Regions from separate parts of the Mus musculus genome. Here all the other regions are linked to region 1. The links are chromatin contacts, called in public Hi-C maps. All regions are on one chromosome and are shown on one strand. Each heading gives the region's core, a stretch centred on a gene start, on an enhancer-like site or on the middle of the called end of the contact. The rest is flanking DNA. Distances are from core to core; before and after follow the strand shown.

Evidence for each region. Hi-C and Micro-C count contacts between places; a contact is called where the count stands out from the background.
Region 2: a Hi-C map of the N1E-115 cell line shows a contact between it and region 1, with 25 times the contacts expected there. The contact joins two enhancer-like sites. A contact is called at or near these places in 1 of 15 datasets of contacts at CTCF or cohesin (large pre-B cells), 2 of 484 Hi-C or Micro-C datasets (LSK cells and the N1E-115 cell line), 1 of 115 datasets of contacts at active chromatin or transcription factors (bone marrow-derived macrophages) and 2 of 9 other capture datasets (liver and macrophages).
Region 3: a contact with region 1 is called in a Hi-C map of the N1E-115 cell line, with 5 times the contacts expected there. The contact joins two enhancer-like sites.
Region 4: a contact with region 1 is called in a Hi-C map of the N1E-115 cell line, with 2.0 times the contacts expected there. The contact joins two enhancer-like sites. A contact is called at or near these places in 1 of 15 datasets of contacts at CTCF or cohesin (large pre-B cells) and 1 of 484 Hi-C or Micro-C datasets (the N1E-115 cell line).

Annotation. Positions count from the first base shown.
Region 1 is chr14:71,179,415-71,182,325 of GRCm38.p6, forward strand. No RefSeq gene overlaps it. Among named protein-coding and RNA genes, the nearest start is that of Gm34757, 14 kb to the left of the region's middle. Within about 2 kb of position 1,422, at least 3 of the 459 cell types and tissues checked have an H3K27ac peak or open chromatin away from gene starts, as enhancers often do. A contact at or near this core is called in the N1E-115 cell line, where this site is marked.
Region 2 is chr14:70,779,709-70,782,619 of GRCm38.p6, forward strand. No RefSeq gene overlaps it. Among named protein-coding and RNA genes, the nearest start is that of Dok2, 6.8 kb to the left of the region's middle. Within about 2 kb of position 1,548, at least 125 of the 459 cell types and tissues checked have an H3K27ac peak or open chromatin away from gene starts, as enhancers often do. A contact at or near this core is called in the N1E-115 cell line, where this site is marked.
Region 3 is chr14:71,563,459-71,566,369 of GRCm38.p6, forward strand. No RefSeq gene overlaps it. Among named protein-coding and RNA genes, the nearest start is that of Gm34819, 56 kb to the right of the region's middle. Within about 2 kb of position 1,358, at least 1 of the 459 cell types and tissues checked has an H3K27ac peak or open chromatin away from gene starts, as enhancers often do. A contact at or near this core is called in the N1E-115 cell line, where this site is marked.
Region 4 is chr14:70,842,417-70,845,327 of GRCm38.p6, forward strand. The region is part of intron 1 of Gm34500 (a long non-coding RNA gene); the gene reads right to left. Among named protein-coding and RNA genes, the nearest start is that of Gm34500, 6.5 kb to the right of the region's middle. Within about 2 kb of position 1,500, at least 3 of the 459 cell types and tissues checked have an H3K27ac peak or open chromatin away from gene starts, as enhancers often do. A contact at or near this core is called in the N1E-115 cell line, where this site is marked.

The DNA.
Region 1 (2,911 bases), core at 172-2,671:
AGCCCTCAGCCTTATTATATTGATATTACCATATCAAGCCGAAGACAATATAAAAACTTAGTCCCAGTAGAGGTACATGCTCTAACAGAGTTGTAAAAAGTGCTGAGCATTAGTGGGGCATCTCTGGTGTTCAGTTCACAAAAACATGGTCCTCTTTGAAGTCCCTGTGTTCTTTTGAGGCCCAGCCACTATGAAAGTGTTGCCTTAGGAATTGAATATGAGTGACAGCCCTTGGTAGTAACCTAGTGTCATTTATCCCAGAACTTAGTCACAGGCACATATTACAGATAATGCAAAGGAAGAGGAAACTGATTTTGTAAGTCCCAAGAACATCTCTGTCCCTACAGAGCCTTGTAAAGCCTTCTGGTCTTCTCTAATATCTGGCTGTCATGTTGCTGTCCTAATATAAAGTTCTGGTGACATCCTCTTTTCAGACAAGCTATTCTTTCTTTTCAATCTCGAAGATTATAGTCTTAAAAGTAAACACACATACTGACAAGACATCCCCACCCCCCAAAAGTGTTTATCCATAGGCAATAAGTATAGAGACGTGGTAAAGGGAGGAGTCAGAACAGCAAAGGCAATAGATAACGTAGTCAGAAATTACCCAGGTTATAGAATTCTTACAAGTACATATGTGTATGACAAGCTTGGAACCTCGGGATCTTTGGCTTACTGGTGTAGGCTTACTAGGTCCAGGTAGAGCCTAGTCTGGGGAGAGTTCAGGATCCAGGAGAGATATTTCTGGTATCGAAAAGGTTCATAACACATATTTTTCTACTCCACGGCCTTTGGAAATGTTTATTCAGAACCTGCTATGTTCTAGGTAGTAGGTAAGGAATGGAGAAGCTCCAGAATATAGCCAGGAGGAGCCACAGCATGGTGAAGGCTCAGGTGGCAGGTTGACAATGTTATACTGTCTGGCCTCTAGGTGATTCCAGAGCCAGCTTGTGCCAGGGATGTTTATATGTGTGGAAGAATACTATCAGGAGATAACTCAGGCAGCTGACAATTTCTCCTTCCATCAGAGTCTCAAAATATTCTGGGTGTGGTTCTTGAGATGAATCTTCAAACATCATCGTCATTATATCCAAGAGAAGACTTTTGAACCCATTTCTCACTTTCTAACTTACTAACAAAACTGTCCTCTTCTTACTCTTTGGTAAGGCAAACACCGTTGGTCACAGTGGTTCCAAGGAGACTGGAACTCAAGTGCAGAGGCTGGGCAGGAAACCGGTGCTCACAGGATAGTCAGAGGACTGCCTTGCATGGCAGCATGGCAGACTCATGGTTTCTCGGAGATTGCAGGGAAAGGTCGTTTCTAGGTCCTCATTCTTGGAGCCCACATTCTTAAGTCACAGATGTGGGTTTAGACTCAGCCACAGGTCTTTTGTCTCTGGACAATGAGATTAACTCATCAGTGAGGCTATTCTGGGTCCTTCCTATGGGTCTGGTGAGCTCAGAGGAGTGGCTTGCCTGGTTTCCTTCTTGCCACTTGGCAGCAGTTGTTCTCCATATTCATCCACTCCACCGTTGTAACAGTGCTGTGAACTGTAATTGGCTTTAATATGATTTCTCCTTGACAATCTCCAGTGGTTGGATCTGCGGGTTAGATAAGGAAGCTTTCAAAAGGACAAGGCTCTTTTATTCAATTCCTACTTGGGCTGAATATAGAGACCAACAGTGATGATGGCTGATGGAGGGGGAGTCAGGCATGTGGCTTTAGGACTACTGTGGCCTCTGGTTTGCCACTTATTTATCCACGCTGTCCACAGTACAACCTTCTGCGTCTGTTCTGCCTTCTGTAAGCTTGGATGATGGAGAGTGCCAGCTGTTGACATTTTTATTTCCTGTTACACAGTAGATGCTTAGTAAATATTTGTGGCCCTGGAAATGCCAATTTTATTTACACATCAGGAAATAACATTCTCAACTATTTTCACTACCACTGGCCTTGCTCATGGAGAAATTTCTTCCGTGGGGTTTATGTTACTTGGTCCTTTTGTTGCTGTGACAAATACCTGAGGCACACAGTTTAAAGAACTTTAAACACTTCACTATGTTAATCCTACCAATCCATGAGCATGGGGGATCTTTCCATCTTCTAAGATCTTCTTCAATTTCTTTCTTCAGAGACTTGAAGTTCTTGTCACCCCTCCAGACCTTCTTTCATTGTGCAGGATTGTTTTAGATAGTCTGTTTTGTTGTTGTTGTTGTTTTATATTTCCATATGAAGTTGAGAATTGTCCTTTCAAGGCCTGTAAAGAATCATATTGGAATTTTTATGAGAGTTGCATTGAATCTGTAGATTGCTTTTAGTAAGATGGCCATTTCACTGTTAATCCTACCAATCCATGAGCATGGGGGATCTTTCCATCTTCTAAGATCTTCTTCAATTTCTTTCTTCAGAGACTTGAAGTTCTTGTCACACAGGCTTTTCACTTGCTTAGTTACACCAAGATATTTTATTTTACTTGTGGCTATTGTGAAGGGTGTTGTTTCCCTGCTTTCATTCTCAGACAGTTTATCATTTGTATAAAGTAGGACTACTGATTATTTTAGTTAATTTCCTATTCAGCTACTTTGCTAGAGGTGGTTATCACCCATAGGAGTTCTTTGGTAGAGATTTTGAGGTCACTTGTGAATTCTGTGATATCATCTGTGAATAGCAATTCTTTGACTTTCCCTTTCCAATTTGTATTTCCTTGCTCTCCTTTAGTTGTCTTGTTCTAGCTAGATCTTCAGGTACTATCTTGAAGAGGTATGAAAAGAGTGAACAGTGTTGTCTTGTCCCTGATTTTAGTAGAAGCAGTACTACAGAGAAAGAGTAATAAAAACTCAATGGTATTGGTATAGAAACAGACAGGTTGATCAATGGAATCAAATCAAAGACCCAGAAATAACACCTAAG
Region 2 (2,911 bases), core at 298-2,797, 400 kb before region 1:
AGAGAGAGAGAGAGAGGATATCTTGGAAGGAACAATACTAAAGCTACAGAAGGAGTCAGGAAGGAATTGGACCCAGAGCGAGCTGCTCCATCACTGTTTAGTTGGAATGTTGACTTAGTGATAGCAGGAAACATCCATCCAGTAGAAACCACATTTTGAACACTGAACTTTGATCAGCTGATCTCTATGGATGGGCTCCTTTTCCTCAGCGCCGGCATCGGGGCATTGGCAATGGCCTCCAATCTCTTGGTAGGTCAGGTGTGCCCCATGCCTCTTTGGCTTAGGACGACATGAACATTGGGAGGTCTTAGCAACACAGAAACCTGCTGTAGGTGGAGGGGTAGTGTCGGCAGCAGCAGATTCGGAGTATGTTGTGGGAAGCTCATTGTTAGTGGGAGAAGGAAGGGAGGTTTGAGGCTCTTGGGTAAGGAATGCCACAGGAATAAATCTTTAGGGACAGCAGCTCTGGGAAGCTGGACTTGGGGGTGAGAGGTATAGCGTAGAGATGCCACTGAAAGGGTTCCTGGGATTCAAAAGCTGCTACAGAGTTAGCTCCTGTGCAGCTTGGGTGACGAAGAAGAGAGGTTTCCAAGGCGACACTTAAGTTTCAGGTAGTGAGCTTGGATCCTCACATGCTGAGGTTAATTACGATGGCTACAGTAGCCAGGGGGTGAGTCTTTAATCCCAGTACTCCGGAGACAGGCATATCTCTCAGTTCAAGACCAGCCTGTTCTACAGAGCAGAGTTCCAGGGCAGTCAAGGCTGCATACATAAACCCTGTCTCGAAAAACTAAAAAACCAAAGAAGCAAAAAAGCAAGCAAGCAACCAACCAACCAAACAGAAAGACGGCGGCTGCATTCTGTCCAGTCACAGTGAGGTTCTAGTGCAAGACAAGGTTCTAGCATCCAGGAGAGTAATGAGCAACAGACACACAGATCCATGCCTTCAAGACCCCGGGTGTGTGGCCTCCTAGGTTTTGTCTTATGGTAGCTTTTGACAGTTATTAACGGAGTACGTAAGCTGGAGCAGGTAAGAGGTTCTCTGCCACTTTTGTCTGTGCCAAGGTTTGCATTCAATCTGCGGGTCCAATTCTCCAAGGAGCCCAGGCTCCTCAGGACATGGGGGAAGAGCATTGGGGCAGGAGTCAGGTAGACGCTTTGTGTCTCAAAGCAAAGAAGGCCACATTATTGATTCCTCACTTGGCACTTGACGCACTCATCCCGAATGTGCCCAGCAGGGGGCAGTGCCAGCCTGTGGAAACTGCAACTAGGGACTAAGCTTGCGAGGCGCGGTGGGTGCCTGGTCCTGAGGGACGAATTTCTCTACCTGAAGGATCTGGTGGTGAGGGGCAGCTTCGGGAGTCTTCCGAACCTTGGGATTCCCCTCCGGAAATGTGAACACGCTTTCAAAATATGGGATCCTGAGCCGATCCCTATCTCTTTGCGCCCTTCACCTTCAAGAGACAGAACTTTCTGGTTGCTCTACTCTGAGATCACGTGATCTCACCAGGGGACGTGGTGGACAGCTTGATTGGGGAAAAGTGGGGTGAGGGGTTGGTAGCTGCGGAAGTAGAGCATTTGGGGAAGCTGGGAGTGGCAATGAAAGTCCTTAGAAGGCTGTTGGGGAAATGCTGACTAGGTTTTTAGTGTCCTCGGAGGAAATGAGCCAGTGGGTGTGCCCCATTCTGCAGGGAGCTCTGAATGCCTCTTAGCTAGCTTTAGCTGTGTCTGTGTCACCGCGATGTGTGTGCATCATTCATCCAGTAATACTACAGAGCAACTGCCACTTGTATGTCCCTCTCTCTCAGAAGCTGGGATTCCGGAAGGTTCCCCAGCCCCTAGCCCCAACTCAAAGGAGCAAGCAGTGGGGAGCAGCAGAGGCGGTCACTGATGGGTCAGGGAGAGAAGCGCTTGAGAGCACCACAGACAGACACACTGAGGCAAGGCCTCCTTCAAGAGCCGCTGAGCCACCCAGGCGGCCAGGGGAAAGTGCACAGGCAAGGAAGGAAACAGACCTGCCATTGTGGGCCCGAGCAAAGGATTTACAAAGACCTTGCCACCCAGAATGGGTCTCTGGCTCTAGGCAAGCTGCTTAGTACCTGTTGATACTATGAGAAACTTAGGTGTATCTAGGACTATTATAGACTGGCTTAATCTTTTAATTGAGGTCATAGGTTGTCTAATGAATGGACATGTTCTGAGAAATTTGTCACTACACATTGTCACCACTGAATATTCTTTTATTAATTATTTCTTTTCTTTTTCTCTTCTTCTTCTTCTTCTTCTTCTTCTTCTTCTTCTTCTTCTTCTTCTTCTTCTTCTTCTTCTTCTTCTTCCTCCTTCCTCCCTCCTCCCTCCTCCTCCCTCCTCCCTCCTCCTCCTTCCTCTTCCTCTTCTTTTGGTTTTACAAGACAGGGTTTCTCTGTGTAGCCCTGGCTGTCCTGGAACTCACTCTGTAGACCAGACTGGCCTCAAACTCAGAAATCCACCTGCCTCTGCCTCCCGAGTGCTGAGATTAAAGGTGTGCCACCACGCCCGGCTTATTAATTATTTCTTCACTTTACATCCTGACCACAGTTTCCCTTCCTTCCCCTCCTCCCAGTCCTTCCTGCCAATCTCCATTTACTTGTCTTCTGTCTTTTCAGAAGGGGGGGGGGGGCTCCCATCAACCAACCCTGGCATATCAAGTTGCAGTAAGACTGGGCACATCCTCCTCTATTGAGGCTAGACAAGGTAGCCCCGTAGGAGGGAAGGGTCCCAAAGGCAGGCCACAGAGTCAGAAACAGCCCTTGCTCCGGCTGTTAGGGGTCCCACTTGAAGACCAAGCTGCACTAGTGTAACATATGTGCAGAGGGCCTAGGTCAGTCCCATGCAGGCTCCCTGGAGAGTGGTTCAGTCTCTGTGGGCCCTT
Region 3 (2,911 bases), core at 108-2,607, 380 kb after region 1:
ATGTAGGTTCTGATGTGGACACAAGATGGAGAATCTAGTGGGATCTCTATGAGGGATGCTTCTTAGCAGAGACCTGCATAGGCAAAAGGAGCCAATGTCCTGGTAGCCTGTTAAAGAGAGAGTCAGACACAGACAACAGAAAGCATAAAGGCCCTGAGACAGGGATGTCTTTCCATGTTCTGGGCTGGAAAGAAGTTCAGGTGAATGACAGGTAGAATGACATCTAGATGCGAGAGATGCAGACATGGACCACACTACCAGGACATGAGGCATGGGTGAAAGCTGTACTAAGGGTATTGGTAAACATCTGTAAGTTTTTATGCAAGGCAGTAACATGACATTTAAATAGTATTTATAGTGTGTGTGTGTGTGTGTGTGTGTGTGTGTGTGTGTGTGGTGCATGTGTGTGCATGTGTGTGTATGTGTATGTATGTTTGCTCACTTGTGCTATGAATCACATGCAGAGGCCAGAGGACAACTGGTGGGAGCCTCTTCATTCTCAAGAATCAGACAATAAACTCAAGTAGTCTAGCTTGCCTTGGTGCCTGACCAGTACACTTACCTACAGATTTATCTCATTGGCAATGACTTATATTTTAAAGGAAACATTTTTGCTGTTGCAAAGAGGTCAATTAGAAGGGAGATTTGTATTTCAAAGCCAGCAATAGCAATGGTAAGAGGTAGTATCCTGGGAGTATGCTTAGAAGCAATGGCAGCAGGACTTGCAGATCCATTACATATAACTTGGAGAAAAGAAGAATCACTAATCATAACCAGTAAGACACAATATCACATACCTGGGCCCATAATTCTAGCACTTGAGAGGTGGAGGCAGGGGGATAAGGAGTTCAAGGTCATCTCTGTTATCTATTGAATTTAAGGCCAGTCTGTACTACCTGACTATCTGTGTACAAAACAAATTAGGAATAACCATGACAGGTGCCAAAACTGTGAACCTGAGTGTCCTTTCTATAAAATATGTACTTGGTGAGTATTTACTAACATTAACAGTTATGTGATTAGATGTAAGCTGGCCCTGCTGATGGCAAATAAGCAAACAAACACAAGACGACCAACCAACCCACCAACAAAACCAAGATAGATCCTTCTAAACACATGGGTCCCTAGGCTGCTCAGGAAAATGACATGGCATAAAACCTTGGAATATCTATACCCTGCTCTGCTAAGATTTTGCATATGTAGAAGTAGGATTCTGCACAGCCTTTCCCACCTCCTCATCTAGAAAATTTTGAAGTCATGGCTGGGTATGAATGCTTAAGAACTCCCCCACCCCAACTGGCCTGCTATCATTTGGCCACTTGCCTCTTTCCCTACTTGTCTAAGAAATCTTAATGACTAATGTTTGGCTTTAAATTCTCAATGCCTGATAGTTTCTATCTTGCAACAGATCCTCATGAATTTTTATTGGCTAGTCTGAGGAGGCCATTTTTCCCTGCTTACTACTCTCCCATCGCTGCTCTTTGTTCTCTCACTGAGAATGAAGCATCATTATCCTATGCTCTGTTCTCTGTCCCTTCTGCCTGGCCTGATGCCATCGTACTCCATGACTCAGCTCAAGAGCCTCTGGTTTATTAAGCATCCTAGCTCTTGCTCGTGCCTCTCTTTCCAAATCTGTTTACCTTTCACTACTGCCATGGAAAGAGATCAGTAGTGGGTTTGACACCACAAGTCTTACAGAGATCTGAGTGCAAGTATGCCCCTGTATGATTATACCTGGGAAACTGAATAGTAGATAGTCACATTGGCTCACCCATATAATATATCCTCTCAGTGATAAGAGTGGCTCACTGTGACCAGACAGACTTTATGCTAGAACCTAAATCTCTTCTGATAGTCCAGAGTTGTGACATATGCTAACTAGAAAGTGCCTATCTGACCTTCCCCAATGGAAACCTTGCCATGCTGTTTCTAACTGTTAAGCCAGACACACACATCACACACACACATGTTGCTAAAGGAGGGAGAACTTGTGAAATCCAGCCTATCAATTTCTTCAGACACTGCCTGTGTCTTTCCCCTATGATCCATTTGTGTGTCCTATATCACCAGAGTAAATATTAGCTATGGGCATGAATATACACTGAGTCCAGTGAATATTTGTAATGAATGTTCTAGCATATTTTGGGGACCCTTCAACATTTGCTATTGCCACCATTAGGATTATTGCATTTCACCCCTAGAAGCTGCCATTTACTATCCCATTAGACTAAATTTTTCAATGAGCCTTTTGCTCCTGTAAAATCTCAAAAGCAGAACTGTGTCCTATATTATATACACACATCCCCTATAGAACTTACTGCACAGATCTGGACAGCTCGAAGAAATTTGAGACATACCTGATAGGGTGATGCATGACTAAATGAAGGAAATGTCAAAGCCACTACTGATTGTGGTGGTGGCCCCACACAAGACTGTGGGTAAGGAGCTGAGACACTTTAATGCTATTAGTGATGTTTTGTCTCCTGGGATAAGAGGGCTAAATTAATTAAGCTGCAGTTGAGTTTCCTACCCTCTTGAGGCAGACCAGAAACCTTTCCTAAAACCCCAGGAGCTGGAGACCTTTGTGCATAACAGTAGGAGGAAATACTCTTAAGCCTTCAGAGCTCCTTGGAAGTTTGTGTCTGCAAGGCAGGGACTTTCACTGTTGGTGCTGTACTTTGTGCTAGGAGACAAGTGAGCAATCGGTTCTAGATCTGGGCATGAAAAGTACAAGGGAGTGGCTTCCTGTGCCTATGTACTTAGACTCATCTCAGTATTCTAAAATGGCACAGCTGGGTATATATACTTTTATGTGCATGGGCAGCCATAGTTCCCACATACTTGTGCAGGCTTAGGTGAATTTGTGGGATTGCCAAGCATAATTCTGAGTTCATGCATTTGCAATGTGTAG
Region 4 (2,911 bases), core at 250-2,749, 340 kb before region 1:
CCCAAAGAACTTTATCTGCCTGTCAGTACCCTCCAGCTGGTGCCAGTTGTTGGAAACTTCTGTGAGATCTGGGCAGACACTGACCCTCTGTCCTAGAACTTCAGAAATCAGTGGCTGGTTGAGGACTTGGATTGGCCTCTGCAGTCACAAGGGAGAATTTCAGGGAGACCCTGGGCTTTAGGACAGAGTCCAGGTAAGATACAGAAGGAGTATGGCTCTCATCCTTGCTCCCAACCCCAGAGAGCTGGTTCCAACTGGGTCAGGATGATTCCAGAAAGGCTCTGCTCTGCAGGGAGAGTGTGAGGTCTCTTGCTGACTCCTTGCTTTCGAGAAGGGTTGCCTTGATTAGGTAAGTGACTTATCCTTTTTAGCCTGTTTCTCAATCATAGAAGCATGATAAGGATCCAGGGATATCCTGTGGTGTGTTTATGGTGTGTGTGTGTGTTGTTTAGGTTTTTGACAACTTATCAAAACTAGAGCCACCTGAGAGCCTCAGTTGAGAAAATGCTCCCAGCAGATTTGCCTGTAGGCAAACCTGTGGGGCATTTTATTTATAAATGATTGATGTGGGAGGGCCCAGCCCACTGTGGGTGGTGCCACCTCTTGGGGGATAGGCCTGTGGTGTGTAAGGAAGCAAACTGAGCAAGTCAGTAAGCAGCACTCCTTCATGGCCTCTGTTCCAGTTCCTGCCTCTGGGTTCCTGACCTGCTTCCATTCTTGCCCTGACTGCACCCACCGATGGATGGTTTTACAGAGGTATAAGATCCTCAACCAGGACAGGGGTGGAGGGAGATCAAGACAGGGTCTCATGACTGTTGGTCTTGAACTTCCCTATGTAGCAAAGAATAATCTGGAACGTATGGTCCCCCTGCCTCCACTTCCTGAGTGCTGGGATTGTAAGGATGCACCAGTGCACATGGCTTTGGAGTGTTTAGAGCAGTGCCTGACACATAGAAAACATAGACAGAGGGGAGGAAGGAGAGAGGCCTCCTTAGGACAGGGCTTCAATCTGAGGATCCATGAGGTTCCTGTCTTGCTATCTGCTTATTCCTTGGGCTGCAGATCAGACCATCATCTGCACTGAGGAGCCTCTTTATCTCTTCTCTTGCCCCTCATCTCAGCTCGTGTCTGTATCTGTGGATGATGTCAGTTTATCTCCCTGCCTATCTGGCTCTATCTCTTGCTCACTGCTCATCCTTTCCACGCCCCACCCTTCATCCCCATTTTCCCTCCTCCCATCTGGCTTCTTTCTCACTATCTCTCCTGTGGGCACTCTGCTTCTGCCCATCGCTATACTTCTATCTGCCTCCTCCAGGACTTTCCCTAGTCTATTCCCTCCCTCCCTGTCTAAATCTCTGCCTCTCGGTTCTACCGGCAGAGCTCTTTCTCAGCATCCCCACCCCCACGTGCACCTAAGCAGACAAGCACAGAGTAGAGCAATGCAGGCAGATGGGGACTGAACACAGTCTCTCGAGGCGAGGGGCAGGCTTGCTAATTCCCCCGCTCTGGGTGGAGGAAGTGGACATCTCATTTGATTATGTCACATCCACTCAGCCGCTCCACCCAGATGATGCAGTGCAGCCCGCTCACTTGCCTTGCCCTGCCAGGACCTAATGGAGAGAGATCTCCTCTTGTTCAGCTGACCACAGGGCCCTTCTGGAACAGGAATGGGCCCAGCCAGTCTGGCCTAGAGACTCTAGGGCTGTTGTGATTCCCTGCTTATTCTAATTACACCCAACTGCCAGTCTCTGGGGTTTGTTCCTCTCATCTTAATCTCCCTGGAATTGGATCTCAGCGGCTCTCATTCCATTACTGCCCCTTCCTCACTGGCCCACAGCCTGCAGGAGCCAGTCTGCCCTGACTCTCCTCTGTGGCACGAGGCCCATGGTTGTGTTGGTCAGAGAGATGACCAGAGGGACTGGGGCTGGGACCCAGGCCAGTCCTGCTTTTCTGGTTTGAGTGTGCAGACCCTAGGGCACTGCAGCTGAGCTGACTCCAGCTGTGTCAGCTGCCACAGAAGATTTTAAGAGAAGTCCCACCTCTTCTTCCTCCTTTCTCAAGAAGTTTGGTTTGGAGAGACAAGACCAACAGATTAGGTATGGCCCTTTCCATAAGTAGGCATTGATTCAGAGATCAAATACCCAGCGAACATTGCTTATTGGGTCTGGTTCTTTTGTGTACATTATGCCACTGGGCCCTCACTATTATCCCTCTCTAGTTTTAGGTGGGGCAGATGAGGCATGGAGACATTGAGAAGCTTGTGTAGCTGGTGTCAACTAATGCTCAATGCCTTGAGCTAAGCCCTGTCTTCTCCCTCTCTCTTGGGGGCTGTTTCATCAGAACTCTATGAGTCAAGTGTTGGAGAAGACCCCAGGCCAGGGAGTGAGCAGCAATGGAGAATATGTTAGAGGTCTGTGTCCTCGGTGTTCTGTGGGGCACAAGGGAAAGGTGGTTAGAGGCCTTGTATAACTCACAATAGAGTCTGATCCTCAAAATATGGACAAGGGAAGCATATGGAATTACCAGTAAGCAGACCAATTCAGTGAGGTGAGCTGCGCCCCTCAAAATATATGTCTGCATTGGAAGTCTGGTAGCTGTGTATGTGGCTTTAGTCTCAAGATGACATCACCTGGGGTTCTGCATGGGTCTCAAGTCCAGTGACTGATGCTCTTGTATGGGAGAGGAAGGGAGGTATGCGTAACAGAGGAACGCTGTGGAAAAGTAGAGTGATTACTACCATGAGCCAAAGAGTATTGGGTGTTGCCAGAGGAGGCAGGGCTCTCTCCCTGTGAGTTTTGGAAGGGATTTCACCCCACCTATATCTTGATTTCTGACCTTTGGCTCCCATAACTGAGATAATGAATTCCTACTGCTCTAAACTACCAGTGTGGAAGGAGTCCCCCAAGGAGAG